Linked DNA regions of Mus musculus: region 2 is linked to region 1. The links are chromatin contacts, called in public Hi-C maps. All regions are on one chromosome and are shown on one strand. The core of a region is the stretch at or near the end of the contact, and the rest is flanking DNA. Distances in the headings are between cores, read along the strand shown. Region 1 overlaps Asic2 (acid-sensing (proton-gated) ion channel 2). Region 2 has its middle 61 kb from the start of 1700071K01Rik.

Region 1 (6,752 bases), core at 2,916-5,415:
AATGTGTCGGAAGCAACTGGATGTCATTAAATGCCTGTTGCTTGGCCCAGTACACACCCAGCATGCGAGGCTCTCTGACCATAAAGCCCAGCAGATAGCCTTTCAAACGAGCCTCCACAGATGGAGGTGCAGTCATAATTGGAGGGATCCTGATTGATTAAGGGGGAGTGTCAGATCCTTCACTATTCAGGACCAGAGCTCTGAGTTTGGCAGCTGACAGCCACATCTTAGACCCCCTTTGGGGCTGAGTGACCCCTTCACAGGGATCACCTAAGGCTGTTGTAAAACACAGATATTGACACCATGATTCCTAACAGTAGCAAAATTACAGTTATGAAGTAGCAATGAATATAACTTTATGGTTGGAGGTCACTCCAACATGAGGAACTGTATTAAAGGGTCACAGCAATAGGAAGGTTGAGAACCACTAATTAGGCATTATTTGCCTCTGTTTCCCTCCCTTCCCACCTAAAACACAAAGATGGCCATCCACAGAGCCTGCTATCAAAAAGCCAGTTCAAAATCCAGAGACCAAAGTACAAGGTGGCTGGAAACGCCCCCCACACACACACACACACATACACCCACACCCACACACACATACACCACACACACACATACACACATACACACACACACACACATACACACACACACACACACACACACACACACGATCACCATCTTCAGTAGGTGCCTTAGGTGACAGCTGCTGTGACCTTGAGCAGAGGGGAAAGCTGAGAACATTCACGCCCCCTCCATGATGGCAGCTGCCCTGGGACATTTCATTCCTCAACATTATGAAGCTTCAATAAGAAAGAAAAGAAATTAATGTAAGTTTTACTGTCCAAAATGGGCACTTTTTAAAATAGTAATATTCCAAAAGTACATATTCCAATGTTTAATTATTCAACAATATCCAAGAGTACCAAGAGTACCCCCTTGCTGGGTCTTTGAAGAATCTCATTAAGGACTGAGCTAAAAGACAGAATCTTCACTCAAAGCTAACTGACCGCCTGAGCACACAAGTACTTGTTTCTGAAATTTATTTTAACTTTTTATACAATTCTGTGTTGTATGCTGAGCATATCCCCTTACCTCCATAAGTCCCTGCCATACATTGATTTCTTCCTGAAGGGCATCTCTCTCCTCTCCCATTACCTCATCCGTTCCTGCTGTTGTTCACTGGCAGGTAAGCATCATAGCCCAGGCCGCCTATCCCTGAGCCCCTGGCACTAGGCTAAGGCGTCATCAAGTTCTCTGGCACCGGCCATTGTAAAGGGCTCTCTGATACCTCCGGCATGGCTAGAGTCTGGGTACCAGGCATGTGAACTGTGTCAATATGCCCATTCTGCAAAGGAGACTTAAACCAGAAAAGGGTTACCTTCTCCACCCCTACCCCAAACAGTCACCACACAGCATCCAGGCTGCCACAGTAAACGACAGCCCTTTTCCTTCAGTTCCTTTCTAAGTTCCATGGTTGGTGTCTGCCTGTATTTTCTAATATAGCATAAATCTATCTCAGAGGTGTGGCCCTCATTGTGTGACTACCTGTGCCTATAACAGTGACTCAAGGGGTGATTACCTAGATCTTTAAAAAAAAAAAAAAAGACTGTAACAGTGTAACAGTATGCCAAAAACCAAAGCCTAGCCCTGCCTCTGCAGCCAGCTGTGTGACCAGAGACACATGGCTCAGCCTTGTGAACCTCACTTTTCCCGTCTTCCTGGTAGCATGGTCTAGATGCATGGCTCTCAGCCTAGTTATGGGAGTCAAGCCCTTTAAGACCTTTTGCAAACCCCTAATCCTGGAGTTCTGGTTAAAAAAAAAAAAAAAAAAGACTAGTTTCCCATCTCTGGGGTGAGCACAGTGCCTGCCGTGTCTAAAAATGTCTCCAGGTGATTCTGATGCAGCCTGGGCTGAGCACAGGGCCTTGGGTGATCCAGCACTGCTCTGCAATTAACTTCACCATTTATCACGGAGGAAACGAGAGATAGGGAAGCCAAAGTTAGTGCTGTACTTTGGACTCTAGGGAAGAAAGGCCAAGGGCAGAAAGGCCTGGAGTGCCACCTGGGAATCAATTTAACTTATGAATTTCCTGAATAGAAAGGGAAAGATGTACTGAATAGAAAATCAGATACCTAACAGGCCAAAAGCCCAGGCTGGAGGTTTCTTGGTAGAAATATACTTCTAGGGGATACTAGATCCCTCCCCATGGGTTCAGCCTGCTATGGAAAATGAGACTGAGTCTAAAGGGGTCCACAGGAGTCTACAGCTTGCAAAGAATCCTCCCTCCTCCACCGGGAGACTGATACCAGCTCCAGCACATTCCCTCAGAAATAAAACGACATCATGTGTCAGTTCAGCTTCCTGCCATCCCAGCAGTCACAGAGCAAGAAGACCGTGGGGGCCTAGCAAAGACTCTAGTGCGTCCACCTGGTTTAATTTCTCCAAGGGATGGCCTCTCGACACTGGGGGAGAATTTCTTTCTCAGTACTATGCATAGTGTCTTAAATTGTTTAGCATCCTGAGTTTGATGGACTATGATGTTAACTTCGGTCCCTCTCAAACGTTTTAATGTTTCCCATTATTCTGCAATTCTGTAGCCATCTATCCAGATAGTCTTTATCTTCAAAGGAAACATCCCAGGGTCCACTGCCAGATTTTAGCACTCCTGTGACATTTTGTTTCATCTGTGGATCAGTACCATCAACACACCAACAATGAGTAAAGTACTCTTCAAAAATAGTAAAGTACTTCAAGAAATGTTCTGATAAATGTTACAACATCCCCCCTCCACCCAACACACTCACATACACACCCATACACAAGATCTATTTGCCACAAACACTCAGCCTAAGAGAGCCTTGCTCATCATAAGTAAGAATTCCTGTGGGACTCCATTGCATCTCCTGTTTGATTCACTGAGCATTTGGCTTATTTCCGGTGCAGATGGGAAGAAACCCATGTGAGGATATAGGCACCTAAGAGCCATAGGTGATGTTGGAGGATAATGGGAGAGGCTTCTATCTCACTAATGGTATAATCATGACTGACCCTCTAGGACTCTTCTATCCCTCTTAATGGCATGTGACACCTGCCACCTCTATTCTACTCCTTTCTTCCCTGGGCCTCACCCTAAGGACCCCATTGACTTCTCTGAGCCTCTTCCAAGCACTGACCACTTCATCTGATACCTGATCTAGTCCTGGCTGCTTATCACTACCCCCCCCCCAGCCTCAAACCTGCTCCTGCATTCCCCATCTCCCCTTCATATCCTGTGTGCATCCCCAGCAGAACCTCATGGTCCACCATCCACCCATCCATCAGTTCACCCATCCATCCATTCACCTAAGCACCCACCATCAACAGCTTGACCAGTAGTTACCATGTTCCTGCAGGAGAACTCATGGGTGCTTACCATATAACTTCCCTCGTAGGCACTCAGGCAGAATACAGCAGGCAAATAGTGTGGGGCCTGACTTTTATAAGACCCCGTGGTAAGGCTAGACTAGGAAAAGTTTAACCTTGTCTGTTTAACCTTGTCTTCAAGGATAGATGTTCATCTGTGTGTGTGTGTGTGTGTGTGTGTGACAGACAGACAGACAGACAGACATGTACATGTACATGTGTTCGTGCACCACCGTGTGCACAAAGGCCAGAGGAGGAAGGTCTTCCAGCACCATATGCAACCACGCAGATCTCACCATTTGAGACCTGTTAAACCTAGGAGTGGAACTCCACTGTGTGAACTGACTTGCCCCACCACTACCACCACCACCACAGAGAGAAACAAACTACTTCAGTCTCACCCCTCAGAGAAGCATGCGGTGCAGCTTCAGCCAGGGACCGAAATGAGTTGGGTCAAAGAGCCAAAGCTTGTCCCAGGCATGTGGCCAGTGCTGATGGAGCTCCCATACCTAATCACAGGCTGCCATGCAATGTGTCCCTCGCCTGCCTGACACCCACCCTGAAGTAGGAGGCTCGGGTAAGGAGCAGAGATGACAGTACCAGCTGGCCGATGTCCTTTCCTCCTGGGTCAAGGCATAATTGGCCATACCTATTTCTCATCGGGATGAATCAAAGAGGGCATCTTACCCCAGCCAACTGACTCAAGTCTAAATAAGGAAGCTGCGTTTGCTGGATAAATGAGTCACGAATGCCTTCGACGCCGCACTCACTAAACCTGCACCATAAGCTTTTCCAGAATGATAAATTCTCTCCGGCATCAGGCGGTGCTGCGAGGCGCGTGCGTCCCCCCAGACACTCGCCTGACGAATTGAAGCTCGCAGACACAGCTCAGGAAAACTCTGAGTATTGATCTCCCTCACGTGACCATGATAAAAAAAAATCACAGAATCCTGAAATGCTGAACTGGGAAAGCCTACAGAGACCATTTTTACTCACGGAGAAACTGGGACCCACGGAGGGAAAGTTGCCTTGGTAACTGGCTTGGCAGTAACAGGGCCTGCAGGTTTTATCAGTTGAGACACAGCCTTAGGCCAACTCTGAGAAAAAAACTCCCCACCACCACCACCCCCTGCCTCCCTTCTCAAAATCTGGAGGTATGCATGTGAGCCAATAAGTATGATGTAACAGGTGGGGTAAAGCTCAGGCCTGGAAAGGAGCCAAAGACAGGAGATGTGGACCCAGCACGGTCCTGATAGAGGAGCACCAGCAGACCCAGACCCTGGGCAGGTGGATGCAGACCAACAGGCAGGAAGGACAATTTAGTCAGAGAGCTAAAGACTGACGTTAGAAAAGTCCTAAGACCATTAGGGAGAGGAGGGAAGACAGTAAAGACAAGAGCACAGACCCTGGCGGCCTCCTGAAGAAACGGAGCTTGGGTTTTACTGATGAGAGGACATGACCTGGCCTGCGCTGTAGAAAGGTGAAGTTGGCTTAGCAGGGAAAGGCACTTGCTGGCCAAACCTGACCACCGACCACCAGAATTTGGTCCCAGTATCCACGTGGTAGGAGAAAAGTTGTCCTCTGGCCTTCACACGTGAGTCACTGTGCCTGTGTGTGCATGCATACACAAATAAACAGATACATTGTTGTTGTTGTTGTTGTTATTTTTTAAGTTGTTTTGAAACATAGGGTTGCGAGAGTGTGGGCACAGAGGAGGAAGAGGCAGGACGCTGTTGCAGTAATGTGAGAGAGGCATGGCAGTCTCAAGGTGTGGAGAACAGGGGACATCCGTGTGGCTTGGGGAGAGGAGCTCTGTAGGACATATACATTCGGTGGGGGAGAGAGAGAGAAGAGGGGAGGGAATCCTGTGAAGAGGCATGCTTCCCTTCTAACTCCTAACATGAACACTTTATCAGGCCTAAAAATTAAGACCCCATGTCTCCACTGTTCTTCAAATTATACTCTGGACTTCCACGCAACTATCAAAAAGACATTTCGATATACTATCTGGTTAGTAAATTCCCTCTTGCTAGCCCCTACTTGGCATGTCCTTCAGTTGGAAAATCTGAGTTCATTTCAAGCACCACCTGTTTAGGCAGGGAGGCTAACTTCCATAATGACCAGCCCTTCTGTCTGAAAAACAGCCCAATAAAGGTTTATCCTCCCCCCGACTATAAGAGGCAGTGTTCCATGAAGTCATTCAGGGACCCGGGATCCTCCCATGTTGTGGCTCTGCTCTCCCCCAGGTTTTAGCTTTGTCTCCTTTCTGCGGTCAGAAGGAAAAAGAGCTTATCTAGCCTTAGCCTGGGGTCCCACCTCACTTGTAGGGAGAACCAGTCACATACTTCACCAAGACTGAGCAGGCCTGGGACAAGCATCTAACACAGGACGAAGTTGAGAACTCCAGTCTTGGGGCGCCCACAGGCTCTGTGGTGCTGCCCTGGTTCATCTGAGCAGTCTGATCACAAATCAGTATGGAGTGTTTTCTTACTGAAGATGCAGGTCTTGATCCAAAAGACCCCAGATCAGCCAGACACAGTGAGGCAACACCCATAATCCCAATACTTGGGAAGTAGAAGCAAGAGGATTCAGATTCAAGGCCATCCTCTGCCACAGAGAAAGATTTCAATTCAGCCTGGGTCATCTGAAGCTTTGCCTAAAAAAACCAAAACCAAACACAAACAAACAAACAAAACACGTCGGGGCTGGAAAAACAGGGTAGTGAGTAAGGGCTCACCTCGGAAGCGTGAGGATCTGCGCTCCACTCCAGAACCTACATTTGAAAACATAAATAAATAAGGATAGGTCCTGCTAATAACAGGGCTGAGATCATAGGATGGGACATACTTTTAATCCCGACAGTAGAGACATAGAAATAGTTGGGTTCTGGGGCACCTGAGGTTGACCTCTGACCCACATACACAGACTCACATACAATACAAAACAATACAATACAATACAATACAACATACACACACAAAGACCTTGAACCAGGTGTGTCTCACATCCCAGAGGTCACTTGGCAGACTCTAATACCCTCTTCTCCATCCTGAGACAAGAGCTTTGTCCTCCACCTGCCATCCCTCAACGCCAGGAGCTTGCTCCTAACCATGTGTGCTTCCTAATGGATGACTCGTCCCCTCTGCAGCCACAGGAGACAGCAGCTGTAAGACAGTTGTCAAGAATTACCGCAGCCTAGAGAAAGGAGCGTGACAATGAGAGAGATTCATCAAGAAGACTTATAAGCCGATTGGGCAGTTCGTGATCAGAGCTGTTTAGCTACCCACCGGGACAGCAGGATAAATTACGACCAGAAGAATTAGCAATTACAACCTTGGCATCT
Region 2 (6,752 bases), core at 2,529-5,028, 590 kb before region 1:
AGAAGCACGTAACCCAGGGGCAAATTCAAGATTGCAGTGCCAGTTCACAGAAACAGGTGACAGAGATCAGAACAGGTTGATTACAATGACTGCTAGAAGGACCCAGGGGTCAGACACATCCCGGACTATGCAGGAAGAGATGAGTCTAAGTAAGAGTGAGGAGCCATACAGAGCTCTGTGGTTTCTGGAATTAGACACTTGGAGAGTTGGAGGAATTGCAGCAAGTGATGGCTGTGTGCCGGGCATTGTACCAGGTTCCTGGTGTACACCTAGCTCACACTGTGATACTCTAAGATATGGTAATTTATTCTAACCTTATGAGTAAGCCCAAGAGAGGTTTGTAAGGCAGAAGGGCTTTCCCCTGAATGCAAGGTTCACTTGCTACTCGGCTCAGTGCTCTGGTGGGAATGGAAATACCTAGTTATGTAAAAGAGCTGTAAATGGTTTCAGTGGCGTGTATGTGTGTGTGTGTGTGTGTGTGTGTGTGTGTGTGTGAGAGAGAGAGAGAGAGAGAGAGAGAGAGAGAGAGAGACCCTTGAAATGGTTGAGAATGGAAGAAACCAGTCAAAATACTACCCATAGCTTTTTTTTTCTTTCTGTGAACAATTTGGGAGAGATAAATAGAGCAAGGGAATGAGGAGTGAATATAAAGTATATCATATATCCGTATAGAAGTGTTGTAATGAAACAAATTACTTTATAGAATTAGTGGAATAATAGAAAGATGTAAAATAATAATAATTCAACTATGTGCAAAACAAGAAATATTTCTTCTTTCTAAAGCCTGTGTCCAGGTCCCGTCTCCTAGTTGTGACATGATTCTGCCGGATCATGGAGACGTTGACTGCTAGGAAGAGAGATGGCGTGTTTGTCCTTCCAGGATTAGATTTTATTTCTTCCAGGTCCGGAGCAAGTTACTGATGGCAGCTTAGCTCCAGGAAGCCATGCCAAGACAGCCACAGCACCCTGCTTGTCTTTCTTAGCCCAGAAGCTCTGAAGGGAGGAAGGGCTGCTCAGAATTATGTTCCAAAGGAGACAAGCCCAGCTTCACTTCTGCTTACATACATTCTCAGACCTTGCCTGGGGAATTGAAACCTTCCACCCACACCCTCTACTTACTAGACTAAGGATCAACTTCCTTTCTCTGGATAAGAACCTGTTCGTCTAGCACCTGAGATTCCTGAAACGCTTCCCCATGTTAAGGAGACATTTCTGTACCCTAAGCCTTTAACCTTCGACCTTTGCCCATCCTAGATATTCGTACCCCCAGTCTCCCAAATTATATAAGCAGCCTTGAGTCACTCCAAGTAAAGTTGATCTGACTCCCTGCAGCTGATATGATCTTTCACAACAGGTACTCTCAGGGCTTTGAGCCCCACCTCTTTTTCCTCCTCTCTGCTCCCACTGCCCACAGCCTATGATCCCTAAAGGCAAGGAGAGTCACACTCAAGTTCTCTGCAAGGCAATCCAAGTCTTTTCATTGCTGAGGCATTTTTTTTTCTCAGCCTCAATCCACATTGTTTTTAAAATGAGGTCTTTCACTGGGACCTGGGCTTCAACCAGTAAGCTAGTCTATTGACCAATGAATGAGATTCCTCCTATCCCTACCTGATTACAAGTGAGCCATCATGCAAATTTGTTTTTTTTTTCCCATGTGGGTGCTAGGACCTCACACTTGCAAGGCAAATCCTCTACCAGCTGAGCCACCTACCCAGAGCCCTCTACCTCCTAGATCCTAGATCCCTCATCTGTAAAATGGGAAATAATCTTGCCTTCTAGATTTCTTTCTTTTCTCTCTCTGTTTGAAACATATGAAACTATTTTCATGGATTTCCCTGTGAATAGCTGAATACATCTGGAATTCTACCACATGTAGAGGTTCCATTTTTAAATTGTGAAGGGGGTTCCTACCAGTAAGTGGGAGATCTGAATCCTGGCCTCCGCTGGCCAGTTCTGGATTCTATGTACCTCCTTCCATATCACAAGTTCCAAAATTAAGCAAATAGCTCCTGCCTAAAAGACTGGGAAGGTAGCCAAAGCAATCTGCAGTTTTCTTAAACTTCTACAAGCTGCTGAAAGAACAATTCCAAATACCCGAGACAGAAGACCACAGGCAAGCCTGCAGCCAGGTGGCAAGGATCAGGTGTGACTGGCCTGACTTTTCTTCTGTACAGCTGGGGTGCAAACACTCACTGCAGGAGACCGAAGATTCTGCAATTTCGTGGAGGCATTGTTCTCTCGACTGAAGGAAATCACATGATTTCCTTCACATGTGGCAAGCTCCTTACGTTTTTAGGGTGTTATACATTATTTTATGTGGTTATCTCAAACACCATGAAGAGGGGGGGATACAGGAGAGGCACCAGAGTTGGGTAGGGCTGTGCTAAACACCTAAGCAGGAGGTCACCTAAGCAGGAGGTCACACTGCTTAGGTAGTGCTGAAGCAGAACACAGGATTTAGAAAGCCTTTTTTTTCCCCCCTGACTCAAAGCAGGGGAAGAGGCTAGAGAACTTTTCATCTCATTCAATCCTCTGGCTTCCCCCTCTCCAGGAATAATAATAGCAAGGGTCTCATTCACTAAATAAAGCTTAAGGCCTGAAGTCTTTTGCAGTCTAACACCTTCATTCTATACTTGCTGAGCCCCCTGGAACCAAAGGTATTATTTTCCTTTTTCCACTCCAGAAAGGCCACCAAGATAAACCCTTGCCAAGGATATCTGACTAGGAACTGGCAGGGTTGGGATTTAGTTCTTACTTTTAGAGTTTCGGTGTTTGCAGGGCTAGGTATGAAACATGGGTCTTCATATACACCAAGACAGTCACCACGGAGCCCTATCACAAGGCTCCATTCCCAGCCTCTTAGACACCAGCTTCTGACCGCCTTCAGCCTTATCAGTCTATGTTCTAGCTCCCAGCATGTGGTCTTACTCTTCCTAGTCACTGCACGGCATCACTGGAGGCATGCATGGGAGAATTTATGAAGTCATATGTCCTTTCTCCATGGATGGCATTTCCCCTGGCTGCCAAGGGGGCAGTCTCCCTGAGGGCAGGGAGAAGATTCACCAGCCATCAGCATCACACCTTGAATTAGCCCCAGAGCTGACAGATGACTGGCCCCAGATCTCTCTACATGTGTCAGCAAGAAAGGAAGTAGCAGAAAGAAACTTTCAAGCTGTGGTTGACAACATGAGCTCTGGATCTGGGTTGTTCTGGGATCTACTCTACCTCATATGCCCAATTTCATACCAGACAGGAGCCTTTCTGAACCTGCTCACTCCACTGTAAGCTAGAGGAAAGGAGAGGAGCTACCCAAGGGGCTACTAGGAGCTTGACACCCCACCATGACATGACTGCTCCTCAGTGTGTTCACTATGGCTAATGAAACTGTACAGGAGTTTAAAGTGGACCCCAGAGTACTAGACTCTGCTTACATTGCCCAGCCAGCACTCCCAGAAAGACTCCAGCAGGACCACACATCCCTTTCTTCTTTCTTGCCTCACATCAGACCCTGAGAGCATCCTCTGCCTTCCTCCACATTTTTTACTTTCTGATCCTGTTGTTTTAAGACCTAAATACTAGATAGACCCACTACCCCATATTCCAGTTCCTGCTGGAAGCCAGTTGGACCTAGGGTAACAGGAACGTTGGTTGGCAGCTTCCTCATTTCCCAGATGGACAAGCAGATGAGGCCCTTCTATTATGGGATGAGTTAATGAGTCCTGCGCATGCACAACACATATGCACACGTGTGCGTGCACACTGTTCTGGGAATTCTGCCACGCCCTGCCAGAATGATGTGTCCCCATCTGCCTCACAATACCACCGTTCCCAGAACGGTCTGTGCAGGAGAACGGAGGCTGTATCTTCGGACCCACTCTTTTGCCATGCCCCTTTTATTTTTCTAATTCCTGACACGAAGCAGCCCTTTGCAAGAAGGAGCAGAACCAGACCCCAAATATGGACGTGACTATAACTGAAGCATATGGTTTATACTTTCATCTTCCCCTCTGCAGTAGCCTGTGGCTCCTGGAGTCCTAGTTCCATCTTATACCAGTTTGGGCTCTAGAGGAAGGAAAGACAGATGCCTCCCACCCACAATTTCCATGCGAGCTGAGCTGGAAGACCCCTGAGGTTACAATACCACTCTACCCACCCCAGAGGTCTATATGGAGAATACATCTGCTGAAAAGTTACAAGACCTGCTTTTAGGGAACTCTTGGGGTGGGAATTTCACACTCTGCCTGATAATAAATGCTTTCCTTTCTGTTCTCAGTACAAAAAAAAAAAAAAAACTTTAAAATTTTTTTGAAATAATTATAGACTCACAAGAAGTTGCAAAAATTAACAGAGTAGTCCCATATACTTATCACTCAGCTTCTCGAATCATTTTACACAATGTGTTATATTATCAAGAGCAGGAAATTGACATCAGCACAATGCACTTAACTTAACCAATACAATTAACTTGATTATAGACTTTACTCAAATGTCACCCACTCTGTGTATGTGTGTGTGTGTGTGTGTGTGTGTGTGCATACACATGCTCGAAGTTCTATAAAATTTTTATTAGATCTAGAGGGTTTTTAAATTTTTGAGACACTTTCAGATTTATATACAGCTGTTAAAAAAAAAAAAGACAGATCCTGTATGTCTCATTCCCTCTTAGTAATGTCTTTCAAGGTTGTACTGTGACCAAGACATCCCTGCAGGAAGCACACATCACAGCACTGCAGGGGGAGACATTGCATCCCCACAGGAGGCACACACACCACCATCTCCCGGATCCCTGCTCTCTTTTTCAGTAGCTACACCTACGACCCTGCTGTCCACCAACTAGTCACGCAGACTGATTCCTACCGCTTAATTCACTATCTTGAAGCTGTTTAAACTGCACTAGTTGCTGTGCCTATTTTAGAATAATTTATCCTTATCTATAAAAATCTTTCTTGGGTTTTACTAGGAATTGCAGTAATCTCAAAGAAATCAATTAGAGTGAAAAACTGATATGCTTAATCCATCAATCTGTGAACATGGCTACATATCCCCATTTAGTAAGATGTTTGCTTCATTTTTATAAAAATATGTCATTGAAAACATACAGACTCAGTGCATATTTGGACTATAAACACTTCGGGTTTTAGCAACCATAAATAATAATATTTTGTTTTTTTTTTTTATTTCACCTGATGATACTTTTAGTGCTGATTGTATTGATGGGTCTTGCTGTCTTGGTTGGGGTGTGAAGTACCAAAGAGTCTCAGACAGTGTGTCTCTCGTTATAACTCTGAGGATGTTTCCAGAAAATATTACCTTAGGGAGGAACACCCTCCCTGAATGAGAGTAGCACCATCCAGTCGTCTGAGACTCTAGACAGAGGAAAAGTGGCAAAGGAGAGTCTAAACTGTCTTCCTCTGTACCCCAGACTTCTGAGGTGAGTGAACCTGTCACATCCCCCTGGATCCCCAAGGTGTCACAGTGTGCTGCATAACTACAGGTCCAGGACACAGACAAGTGACTGTCTTAGTTTTGTTTCCTGTTGCTGTGATTTAATACACACACACACACACACACACACACACACACATATATATTAATATATATACCTCGACAAAAGCAGGGTGCTTATTTGGTCTGTGGTTCTAGGTTCCAGTCATCAATGTGAGAAGGTTAAAGTGGGAAGAGCCTGAAGCGTCTAGTCGGAGCACCTCACAGCCAAAAGTAGGGGGCAATAACTAATGCCTACATGCCTGTGCTCAGCTCTTCTTTTCTTTGGATTCACCCCAGAGCTCAGCCCTCCTCTCCCCTTTCAAGTCACTCCAGGGCCCAGCCCATGCAACGATGCTGCCTACATTCAGGGTGGTTCTTCCTACCTCAAGTAACCCAGTTAAGAAAATCCATCATGGACATGCCCACAGGCCAACCTAATCTAGATAACTCCTCTTCGACACAGCCTCCCTAGGTGATTATACATTATGTCCAGCCCATCCCAGAGCCCATGAGCTGAAACCTCGAGACCCAGGGGCCCAGGTTAATCCTTCTTCCTTTAGGCTGTTCTCTCAGGTATTTTGTTATACCACCAACTTCCACTAATACACTAGGGTATAGGAACAAAATTGGTTTTCGTGTGCTGATCTTCCATCTCAGACTATTGCTGAACTCACTTCCTAATTCCCCGAGGTTGTTCTTAACTTCATAGGTGACAATCATATCATTTCAAGTAGGGGTACACCCAGTTCTTCCTTTATGACCCCCTTCCTGTCTGTTATCTCCCTTTCTTGCCTGTTGCACTGTCAAGAGACGACAGCACCGATTTTGCACAAACGTGAAAGGAGAGGCTAACTCTGCTTCCAGGGCTTAAAAAGCATTCAGTCATTCACTGTAGCTGAACATTGCGACTTTGTGCATTCCTCTTTTCCCTACTCTTTATCCCCCACCCCCAGTTTCTCCCCCTAACACTAGATAGGAGAGAAAGAAGGATAGAGGGAGAGTGAGTGAGGGAGGGAGGGGGGGAGGGGAGGGAGAGATCAGTGAACCTAATTTCTTTCTTTTTGTTTCTTCTTTGTTTGTAGTCTTTGTTACTTTGTGGGTTCTTATTTTCCCACCCTTTAACCTCCCCCAACCCCAGTTTCACTCCCTATCACTAGATAGGAGAGAAAGATAAGGAGAGGGGGGTGTCCGTGAATCTAATTTCTTTCTTGTTTCTTCTTTGAGCATAAATACTAATAAAACATAACTAATCCCCCTGAAGAACC

The links. A called contact is a pair of places that touch in the nucleus more often than the background predicts.
Region 2: a Hi-C map of cortical neurons shows a contact between it and region 1, with 1.5 times the contacts expected there. The contact joins two enhancer-like sites. A contact is called at or near these places in 3 of 484 Hi-C or Micro-C datasets (cortical neurons and forebrain) and 3 of 115 datasets of contacts at active chromatin or transcription factors (embryonic basal ganglia and embryonic stem cells).

What each region holds. Positions count from the first base shown.
Region 1 is chr11:80,921,319-80,928,070 of GRCm38.p6, reverse strand. All of the region lies in intron 3 of Asic2 (acid-sensing (proton-gated) ion channel 2), which reads left to right. It overlaps Gm51909 (a long non-coding RNA gene), which reads right to left. Exons shown (of 3, transcript XR_003949743.1): 1 at 720-6,752. Among named protein-coding and RNA genes, the nearest start is that of Gm51909, 27 kb to the right of the region's middle. Within about 2 kb of position 4,165, at least 12 of the 459 cell types and tissues checked have an H3K27ac peak or open chromatin away from gene starts, as enhancers often do. A contact at or near this core is called in cortical neurons, where this site is marked.
Region 2 is chr11:81,509,612-81,516,363 of GRCm38.p6, reverse strand. It overlaps a transcript of Asic2 not described here. Among named protein-coding and RNA genes, the nearest start is that of 1700071K01Rik, 61 kb to the left of the region's middle. Within about 2 kb of position 3,778, at least 16 of the 459 cell types and tissues checked have an H3K27ac peak or open chromatin away from gene starts, as enhancers often do. A contact at or near this core is called in cortical neurons, where this site is marked.